Regions from separate parts of the Mus musculus genome. Here region 1 is linked to region 2. A link is a contact called in public Micro-C data. All regions are on one chromosome and are shown on one strand. Each heading gives the region's core, a stretch centred on a gene start, on an enhancer-like site or on the middle of the called end of the contact. The rest is flanking DNA. Distances are from core to core; before and after follow the strand shown. Region 1 holds the start of Tepp (testis, prostate and placenta expressed). Region 2 holds the start of Arl2bp (ADP-ribosylation factor-like 2 binding protein).

The links. Hi-C and Micro-C count contacts between places; a contact is called where the count stands out from the background.
Region 1: a Micro-C map of embryonic stem cells shows a contact between it and region 2. The contact joins the promoter of Tepp here to the promoter of Arl2bp in region 2. A contact is called at or near these places in 5 of 39 promoter capture datasets (hematopoietic stem and progenitor cells, hippocampal neurons, liver and 1 more), 1 of 484 Hi-C or Micro-C datasets (embryonic stem cells) and 2 of 9 other capture datasets (adipose tissue and liver).

What each region holds. Positions count from the first base shown.
Region 1 is chr8:95,310,309-95,315,563 of GRCm38.p6, forward strand. Tepp (testis, prostate and placenta expressed) reads left to right here and starts at 1,290. Exons shown (of 8, transcript NM_199455.2): 1 at 1,290-1,382; 2 at 2,647-2,871. The coding sequence starts at 2,649.
Region 2 is chr8:94,664,977-94,669,916 of GRCm38.p6, forward strand. It overlaps Arl2bp (ADP-ribosylation factor-like 2 binding protein), which reads left to right and starts at 1,624. Exons shown (of 6, transcript NM_024191.2): 1 at 1,624-1,925; 2 at 2,621-2,682. The coding sequence starts at 1,888.

The DNA of each region.
Region 1 (5,255 bases), core at 40-2,539, 640 kb after region 2:
TGAAAAACAAACAAAACAAAACAAAACAACAAAACAAAACAAAAGAGGTGGACCTTCGTTTAGGGGTAGGCTCAGCACCGGGCAAGTTTCTTTAAGAGAAGAACTTGGAGTGTTTTCTTAAGTTCCTTGGTCCCTAATCAAGGAGCAGCAAATCTTACAGGACTCCAATAGGACATTCTGAATGACAGGTTTAGCATTTATGCAAATTTATGCAAATCATATGTCAATATATGCAAAAGAATAGACAGCCCCAGGATTCCAAAGCTTGGGATGTCTCACTCAATTTCTGGGGGCTTTGGGATTCTGAGCGAAGCTTCCTGACAGGGAGGGAGGCTGCGGTTCCGCCAGGTAGTAAGGTAGGGCAGAATGGGGGAGGGGTGGAGTATCACTTGCTAATCCCTAGCCTGCTGAGGCCACCACTCTGCCTGATCCCTGCCCTGACCCCAGAGCCTGGCTAATCTCCACCCCTAAAGACCAAAGACAGCGTGGTATCATCTTCCCTGAGACTCATGGGGACAAGGTCCCCTCCAGGCTCCCAGGCAGCCCTGCTGCAGAGCCTGGGGTCTTTGCCTAACACAAACAGTCCTCTTAGGTCCAGAGAGAGGCAGCAGTAGCTAGTACAGGGTCACTGTTCTGGTTCTGGTTTAGGGTCTCTATTGCTATGATGAAACATCATGACCAAAGTAAGTTGGGAAGGGAAGGGTTTATTTGGCTTACACTTCCGTATCACTGAAGGAAGCCAGGACAGGAACTCAAGCAGGGCAGGATCCTGGAGGCAGGGTGCAGAGGCCATGGAGAAGAACTGCTTACTGGCTTGCTTCCTGTGGCTTGCTCCAGCCTGTTTTCTTATAGAACCCAGGACCACCAGCTCAGGGATGGTATCGTCCACAATGGGCTGGGCCCTCCCCATCAATCACTAATTAAGAAAGCCCCCTGCAGGCTTGCCTATGACTAATTTTATGGAGGCATTTCTCTGGTGGGGTTCCCTCCTCTAAGATAGCTATAACTTGTGTCACGTTGATCTAGCCAACACAGTGAAACAGGCTGGGGTGAACCCAGCAGTTATCCCTACCCTAATGTGGCCGGGTCACCTCTATAGAGCCCCAGTTCTGACATTTTCCAAGATGCTTGTCTTATGTGGCTGCCATAGAGACCCAGGGAATAGATGTCCAGTGCCTAGGGATCCTGGCAGCCTGTGTTGCCCAGGGTTACCAGGAGCTTCGTCCTCACAATCAGGTTGCACTGGGCATTGTCTCTGTGATGCTCCTTAGCCTGCAGTTGCCTGGAAGGCACGCCCACATCCTTTCTTTTGCCCACTGAGCAGCAGGAGGATAGACGGTTCTTACCTGCCTGTGCACTTGGGCCTGTGCCCTGCAGATGAGGTAGTGGCTATGGGTAAATGGTAGCAGGGTGTTCTCTCTTCCTTTTTCTCTGTGTTCTACCACTCCATCCTTCCTCATGGAGGGTCAACTCTGAGACAGCTTTTCCACTTTTTCTATCATGCCCCGTCCTGATCCTTCATTATAGTGAGAATTTTGGAATCGTGGTTTCTTTTTTTTTTTAATGCAGAAATATTTTAAGAATGTGCTTTTAATACCCAGGTGTAGGAATATGGGGCTGCCTTGGACTGTCTGAAGCAGCTGACTCTGATTTGCCTCGTGCTCTAGCAGGGGCATAGTTTTGCCAGCTGCAGATAGTTTCTGTGACTTTTGGAATTCTGAAAACTTTTCAGAGGGTCTATAAACTAGGGACCCAGGAGGATTATGGGTTGTTGTTGGTTGTTCAGGGGGGTTGGTTGTAGCTTGATAGTAGTCATGCTCAGAGAACAAACAAGAAGAAACAGAAATTAGATTCGGGGATTTCTTTCCCTTCCTCTCTCCCCTCTATACTTTTTCTCTCATATCTAGTGTTAGTGGGTTGAAAGGGTGGGGGAAAGGTGGAAAAGACTGGAAGAAAGAAGACCCCACAAAGTAGCAAACATTTCATGGTCAAGTTCCTCTCTCCTCCTGCCACCCCATGTCCATTTCTTATCTCTGTAACTTGGAGGGTCAGGAAGTAGAGTCAACAAATTCTAAGATGTAAATGAGTAAAAGGGGCTCCAGGGAATATCTGCTTTTTAGAACAGAGACACTAGGTAACCAACCATCCATCTTTTTCTAATTCAGATCTGTCACATTTCTCTCCTTTAAGAGTCTCATCTATCTATAGCATTTGGGGCAAATGCTAAATATGGCCTAGGCAAATCCAGAGTTGGCTATCTAGCATCATAAGCCACACGGCATTCCAGGCTACATTCTAAATAGCTTTACTATGGCTTTTTCCTGTTCAATATTTAAGTTTCACTTCATCTAGACAGTTCCTAGAGTGTCCTAGCTCCAGCCCTCTCAGATACACGTACACTCTGTGCTGACCTCCCTCAGAGCACTGGGAGCTGTGTGTGTGTCTGTGTGTGTGTGCGTGTGTCTGTGTGTGTGTGTACACACATACACAGAACACATAAATCTGTTGTTTGGATGTGGAGCTTCGGAAAAATCACGGGGCGCACAGAAGATACTCAGTAAATGTTTGATAAATCGTTAAATCAGCATAGGCCAAGAACATGTGCCTATACGGAAGGGCATCTGACTCCGCCCCTCTCTTCCCCAGCGATGGCCCAAATCATAGACCTGGTGCCCTGGGACGAATGCTCCGCCCACTTGTATGCTTCCCCAGCGGTCCTCCTCCCCCTGGAGCGAGTGCGCCACCCACTGGCCGGTGTGAAGCACCAGCTCTACCACCCGGCCTTGCCTTCCCTTCGGCGCATGGATATGGACACTGTCAAGGGTTGCCTCTCCGATGAACACTGCCAGTCTTCCACCTACTTCTCCAAAGGTCAGGCCCTGTCGCCGCCAGCAGCTAAGGGTGTGCTCTTGGCCTTGGGAGCAAGGGTGGCTGGCAAAATGGAGGTCATGGTCGAAAAGGCAGGAACAAGCGGCGGGTGAAAGCATGAGAAAGACCAGTCCAGCTCTCTATTTCCTTCCAGAAAGTTCCTCCAAGGTCTGGCCTCTACTTACTGATCAGAAAAATGGGGACAGGGACAGAGGCAATATGAAGGGCAGGGTGCCTGGTACTGTGTGATGATTAACAGATCATACAGGCCCTACCGCCTCTGTTGTGAACTGCTGCTGCTGTTGTGGGTGGCACTGTTCTTTTATTTCCTCTAGGTTTAACAAAATCAGGTTTCTTTAGCTGGCAGTTCTGGAGGTGTCTCCCCAACTGTGTCTCAACACATAGCCCAGGCTATCCTTAAACTGTGCCTGGTCTTCTTGCTGGCCTAAGTCATGTTGTGGAGGAGGGCTCAAGTGGTATGTGTGCATGTGTGCGCACACACGTGCACAGAGCTCAGAGAATAGCCTCGGGTGTTGCTCTTCAGTTGCTGTTCACCGTGGTTTTGGAAGCAGTGTCTCTTCCTGGACTGGAAGAGGTCTGCCTGACTGGCCAGCAAACACTAGGATCCTCCTGCTTTCTCCCCACAGTAGGATGGCAAGTGTGTACCCACCCTCCCCACCCTCCCCAAACCCCAGCTTATTATGTGGATGCTGGGACCAGACCTTGGGGCTTCATGTTTCCCCAGCAAGAACCTTAATAACTGAGCTGTTTCCCCTGCATCATCATTTCTCTGAGACAGTGACTTGCTATGTTGTCCTGGCTGACCTTCAACTCCTGGGCTTAAGTTATTCTCCCTGTTCAACCTCCGGATGAGACGGCATTGGTGGCCCACACCACCGCACCCAATACAGACACACATCCTTTTGTTCCTTGAGCGTGTACTGGGAGATTTCCAAGTAGATGAGTTGGAAGGGTAGTGCTAGGAGCACCCTCTCTCTGTGCCCAACCCACGGTCTGCTTCAGCATGGTTGGATTCACACGCCATCTCTCACTCTCTTCCCTTTCCCCAGCTTTCTCTCTCCCTTCTCTCTCTCTCCTTTATCCCTCTTTCCTCTCCTTCCTCCTCCTTTCCTGTCTTGCTCATCTCTTTCTTTCCTTCATGTTCACACATGTGTGCATGCAAAACTTTGCCAGGTAGTCAGTCCCCATTGGCAAGGACAGCCTCCTACATGGCATGATACCATTATCATATCTAGAAAAGTTAACAGTAATTCCACAACATCTAATAACCAGCACACGTTAAAATCTCCTCCAGAGTCTCCAAATAAGTATTTTATAGCTTAAAATGGGAGGGGGATGTAATCTAGGAGTATGGTGTATGTGAGTACACTTTCACTCTCTTTAGACGCACCAGAAGAGGATATTGGATCCCATTAGAGATGGTTGTGAATTACCATGTGGTTACTGGGAATTGAACTCAGGACCTCTGGAAGATCAGTCAGTGCTCTTAACCACAGAGCCAGCTCTTCATCCCTCATGTATAAATCATTAAGTCTTGAGCCTTATTAGCCTAAAACAACTTTCCACCCATTTCACTTCTTTCTGTACTATTGACTTTTTAAAAAGATTTTTTATTTATTTATTTATTTATTTATTTATTTATTTATTTATTATATGTAAGTACACTGTAACTGTCTTCAGACACCCCAGAAGAGGGCACCAGATCTCATCTCATTACGGAGGGTTGTGAGTCACCAAGTGGTTGCTGGTATTTTCTCATGACCTTCGAAAAAGTAGTCAGTGCTCTTAACTGCTGAGCCATATCTCCAGCCCCTATTAACTTTTTATTACATTTTTTTTGTAATTTATTTAAGATTAAGATTACATCATTTTCTCCTTCACTTTCCTCTCTCTAAGTCCTGTGTTCTCCCTCTGCTTTCTCTAGAACTCATGGCCTTTTTTTCTTTAATTGTTGATACATACATACATACATCCCTAAATACAATGTGCTCAGTCGGCTTACTGGTACTCATATGTAATGTTTCAGGTCTGACCACTTGGTATTGGATAAGCATTTGGCGTGCTCTTCCCTGGAGGAGACTGTTTCTTCCTCTCTCAGCATAGTTGCCTGTAGTTCTTTGTCTATGGTTCAGCTCTTGTGACCTTCCCTGCTTCCATGTTAGATGTCTATTGGTCTCATCTTTGTTCAGGCAGCCATGTTGGTGAGATTTCATAGGTGTAGCTTCTCTGAAATTTCTGGGAGACACAATCTCAGAGCAAACCTTCTGTTCCTCTGGCTCTTGTGCTCTTTCTGCCTCCCTGTCCACAACAGCCCCTGAGCCTTGGGTGCAAGAGTTGTGTTATAGTTGGTTAGGTGTTCAACCAGG
Region 2 (4,940 bases), core at 374-2,873:
AAGACCTTCCCAAAATGCAGATTAATAAGTAAATGAAATGTTTTAGTTCACTAGGTTTCTTGAGAGAGGAGTTGTAAAGAGCAATAGGTAACTAGTGGAGACAAATTTTTCATTCCTTTTCTCCGTGGATCCATGATTTGGAATCAGCAGGCAGTTCATGTATGTATTCAAAAGTAAATAGGATATAGAAAAAGGATCTAATAGGATCTTAGTTGTCTGCTCTGAGCTGTCTTACCAGTGCTCAATGGAACAGAATTTTTAGATGCTTGTCCTAGTTTGCTTATCAGAGCTGTGACAAAACACTAATCAAAACCAATTTGTGAGAAGAAAGGGTTTATTTTGTTTCCACTTCCATGCAACAGTCCATAACTGAGGGAAGTTGAGATAGGAACCTGAAGGCAGGAACTGAAGTAGATAAAGAAATGCTGTTAACTGGTTTGTTCTCCATAGCATGCTGAGCTTCCTTACATAGATCCTACACCTGCCCAGATATGGCACCACCCACAGAGGACTGGGCCTTCCCTCAGTCATTAAAATAATCCACATTCAAAACCAGGAGGTGATGGCACATGGCCTTTAATCCAAGTGCTTGGAAGGCAGAGGCAGGTGAGTCTCGAGTTCAAGGCCAGCTTGATCTACAGAGTGAGTTCCAGGACAGCCAGGGCAACACAGAGAAACCCTGTCTTGATGAAAAAAGACAGACACACACAAAATCAACTTCTTTCCAGGTCACTCAGGTCAAGCTGACAAAAAACCTACCAGCACGCCTGTCTTCAGCTTGACCAGGATACTCTGATCTTCCAGTGTCTTTGAAATCATCTTGGTTCCTGATGCTGTTAAGATAGATCCATGGATACACATTTTATGTCCATTCCAAAATGATTCAGATTGGCCACGTAACCCTAATTCATACCATAAATTTTCTAGTTATGTACTACACATTTGGCTAAAAGGTATCAGACCACCAAAGAGGCATGCTTAAAAAGGGGGCGGGGGGGGGGGGCGATCCCAGGAAACCTTTCTTCATGGTGTGGCAGTTTTAGAGGGGACTTTCTCCAAAGCAGTTATTCAATTTCTGATTACATCTCTCTCAGTGGTTGTCAACATTTTTGTGCTGCATAATTACCCAAGGAACCACTTACTGCCTAATAATTGTTTACGGGTTTGGTGCGAGTAAGCTGGCAGCAAACTCACTATGTAGCTGAGCAGGTCTTGAATGCCTTAAACCTCCACCTTCCAAGTGCTGGGACTACAGACGCATGCCACAACGCACTGCTTTTGATTTGAAGATCACAAATTAAGTTACAAGTCATCCACTTAATGCCGTGGACCCTTCCATACTTCCAAGAAGTAACTCTCTAGTAAATCAGACGTCTGCATTATCTAGGACAAACTATGAGAGTGGCTTTCGAGCAATTTGGCTATTTCTAGCGCTCTTAAAACACGGTTTCAACTACCTGATCTTTACAATTCCTAAATTGAAAATGAAGAAACCGAGGCTCTTGGCTCCAATTCTTTCATCCAGAAAAAAAAAAAAAAAGTCTACTGCCACCATTTTTTGCAGTCTTCTGCGTGAGACCGGGAACCTGAGGCTGTGATTGGCTGCTGGAACCGCGGGTAACCATAGTGACAGGAGGCGGGGCTGCGAGCTCCGTCTGCCCTAACACACCGGCGGGGTAGCCCCGCGAGAGGCCGGCGGGCGCTGGGCCCAGCCAGGAGCCGCAGCCCCGTCCTCGCGCGATCGCCGGGCGGGGCGTGGGTGCGGCCTTCTGCGGGCCCTTGATGCAGTTGAGGCCGCGCGGGTCAGAGAGGATCCCGGCCCGGCGGCGGGCGCGGTAGGAAGCGGCAGGGCCCCGGGCCCGGGCCGGTGACTGCGGCGCCCCTACGATGGACGCCCTAGAAGAAGAGAGCTTCGCGCTGTCCTTGTAAGTGAAGCGGCCAGGGTCTGCTCGACCTCGGCCTGCGGACGTCCTCTGGGTTGCGGGCTGGCCGGTCGAGGCTCCGCTCTAGCGGGGCGTTTTCTTCCCGTGGCCACCACGGGCATATGTCACAGATAACCAGCGCTTCCATCACAATCCTCTGGCCTCAATCGTGGCCGTCAGCAAAAACCCAGAGGCCTTGAGCTGCCCAGGCTGGCGGCGGCCTCACCGCCTGTCTAAAGCCACTCCTGACCAGTTACCCCCTAGGCCGGTGCCACTCCCGCGTGCGGTCACATTCACCAGCAGATAGGTGTGGCGTTAAGAGCCAGGATGCGGTGAGTAAATCCTGCGGGTAATAAACGCGGAAGTATGAAGTTGTGCCGCACCAGCCTCAGCTACCCAAATTGTTGGCTGCTTTTGTGATTGTCATACCGGTTTTCGTCACGAGTGTTTTCCTGTGTTTGTAATTTCTGTACTAGACAATAATCCTTGATTGGTGAAACTGAGTGATGGGAGGATCATCTTGCTATTATTTTTATGCACGTTGGGAATCTTACATTTTAAAAAATGCTAGTGGGCTTTGTTGTGATTGCCTGGTGTGTGCAAGGCCTTGGGTTCAATGCCCTTACCCACAGAAAACACAAGTTCAGCTCGAAAAATAATTATTTGGACCGGCACCTAATCCTGATGTGTTTTTTCAGCTCCTCCGCCTCTGATGCAGAATTTGATGCTGTGGTTGGATGTTTAGAGGACATTATTATGGGTAAGTTTCGACACTACTAAGTGACTTGTGCCCCTCTAGTTCCTATGGTCAATTCCTTGATTTAAATCAAGTAGACCCTTGCTTTACAACAATTTTTTAATGTATTCATTTACATATGTGATGGATCGTGGGTGGGGTTGTTGCCAGGAGACTATGGCTATGTGGAGCTCAGAGGACAACTTTGTGGAGTTGGTTCTCTCCTTCCACCTTCATGTGAGTTCTGAGGGTTGATCTCGGGTCACCCGTCTTACACAGCAGTGCCTTCAGCCCCCAAGCCATCTCAACACCCCAAACCTCTGCTTATAAGGGCATGCAGAGAAATAAATGTGAAGAGTTGATTTTCAAAACACAAAACACTGAAATTTTAACACACCGCACAATGTAATAGTAAGCAAGCCATACTGAGTTTTGTTGTCTTTATAAACAATCTGTGGGTCAGCAAGATGGCTTAGTGTGGGTAGTGGCACTCGCCCACAAGCCTGACAACCTTAGTTTAATCCCCAGGGTCCACAAGGTGGTACTGGCTCCCTAAAGTTGTCTTCAGACTTCCATACACAGGCTGTAGCAGGCATGCGCCTACTTGAAAACAAAATAAGTAAAATTATAATTTAAAGAAGAAAGAACCCAAAACCTAGTATGTGGCACACCTCTATAGTCTCAGCACAGGTGGGTAGAGGCAAGAAGATAGGAGAGTTCAGGTCCTGGCTCTGCCCTCTAAGCTCTCATGCCTTTTAATTAATGGCCATTGATTGAAGGTTTCAGAGGAGACCAATTTAGGAAACCAGTTAACTGGCAGATAGGACAGAGCTCTTGGCCAGGCTTCAGGTGATATTGACCAATTTTATTTCACACAGGCAATAAGAAAATTTTTGGTTGTTATATCGTTTTGAGCTTTAACATTTTCATGCTATAGAACAGAACATAAACCCTAACCCTCTACAGCACTTGTCCATGCAGGAAACTGGGTGTCAGATCTCATTGGATCTCTTCATTTTCTTTTGTTGTTTGCCTTAGGGTTTGTATTCCTGCACAAAAGCATCATGACTAAGAAGCAAGTTGGGGAGGAAAGGGTTTATTCACCTTCATTTCCACATTGCTGTTCATCACCAAAGGAAGTCAGGACAGGAACTCACACAGGGCAGGAACTTGGAGGCAAGAGCTGATGCAGAGGCCATGGAGGGTGCTACTTATCGGCTTGCTTCCCCTGGCTTGCTCAGTTTGCTTTCTTATAGAACCCAGGACTACCAGCCAGGGATGGCACCACCCACAATGGGCTGGGCCCTCCCCCTTGATCACTAATTGAGAAAATGCCTTACAGCTGGATCTCATGGAGGCATTTCCCCGAGGGAGGCTCCTTTCTCTGTGATAACTCCAGCTTGTGTCAAGTTGACACACAAAACCAGCCAGCACAATGTTGTTTTTTAGTTTTTGGGTTGTTTTTGATATTGTTTTGTTTTGGGTTTTTTTAAGATTTATTTACTTATTTCATGTATATGAGTACACTGTCACTGTCTTTAGACAGACCAGAAGAGGGCATTGGATCCCATTAAAGATGGTTGTGAGCCACCATGTGGTTGCTGGGAACTGAATTTAGGACCTCTGGAAGAGCAATCAGTGCTCTTAACCACTGAGTCATCTTTCTAGCCCCCTTGATATTGTTTTTTGAGACAGGGTTTCTCTGCGTAGCCCTGGCTGTCCTGGAACTCTGTAGAGCAGGCTGGTCTTGAACTCAGGAATCCGCCTGCCTCTGCCTCCCAAATACTGGGATTAAAGGCGTGCGCCACCACTGCCCGGCCGCTTTATATTCTTGATGCATTGTTTTATTGGTTGGTTTGGTGTTAAGAGTTTTGTTTTTAGGGTCTAACATCCAGGCAAGCCTTGATCTTCCTGTCTTCTTGCCTCAGGCTCCAAGAACTAGGATTGCAGGTGGGGCGTGGCAGAGGCAGGTGGATTTCTGAGTTCGAGGCCAGCGTGGTCTACAGAGTGAGTTCCAGGACATCCAGGGCTACACAGAGAAACCCTGTCTCGAAAAACAAAAGAAAAAAATGAGTAAATGAAAATGTAATTTAAAAAGCATGTTAAGGAGAAATACCAGATAGCTCTTCATGGGCAATTAGTGTATCGGTATGGCTCTCCCTGGCCTTCGATCGAGCGCTCGCGTGTGTTCTCTCTCTCTCTCTCTCTCTCTCTCTCTCTCTCTCTCTCTCTCTCTCTGTGTGTGTGTGTGTGTGTGTGTGTGTGTGTGTGGTTTGCCCTTT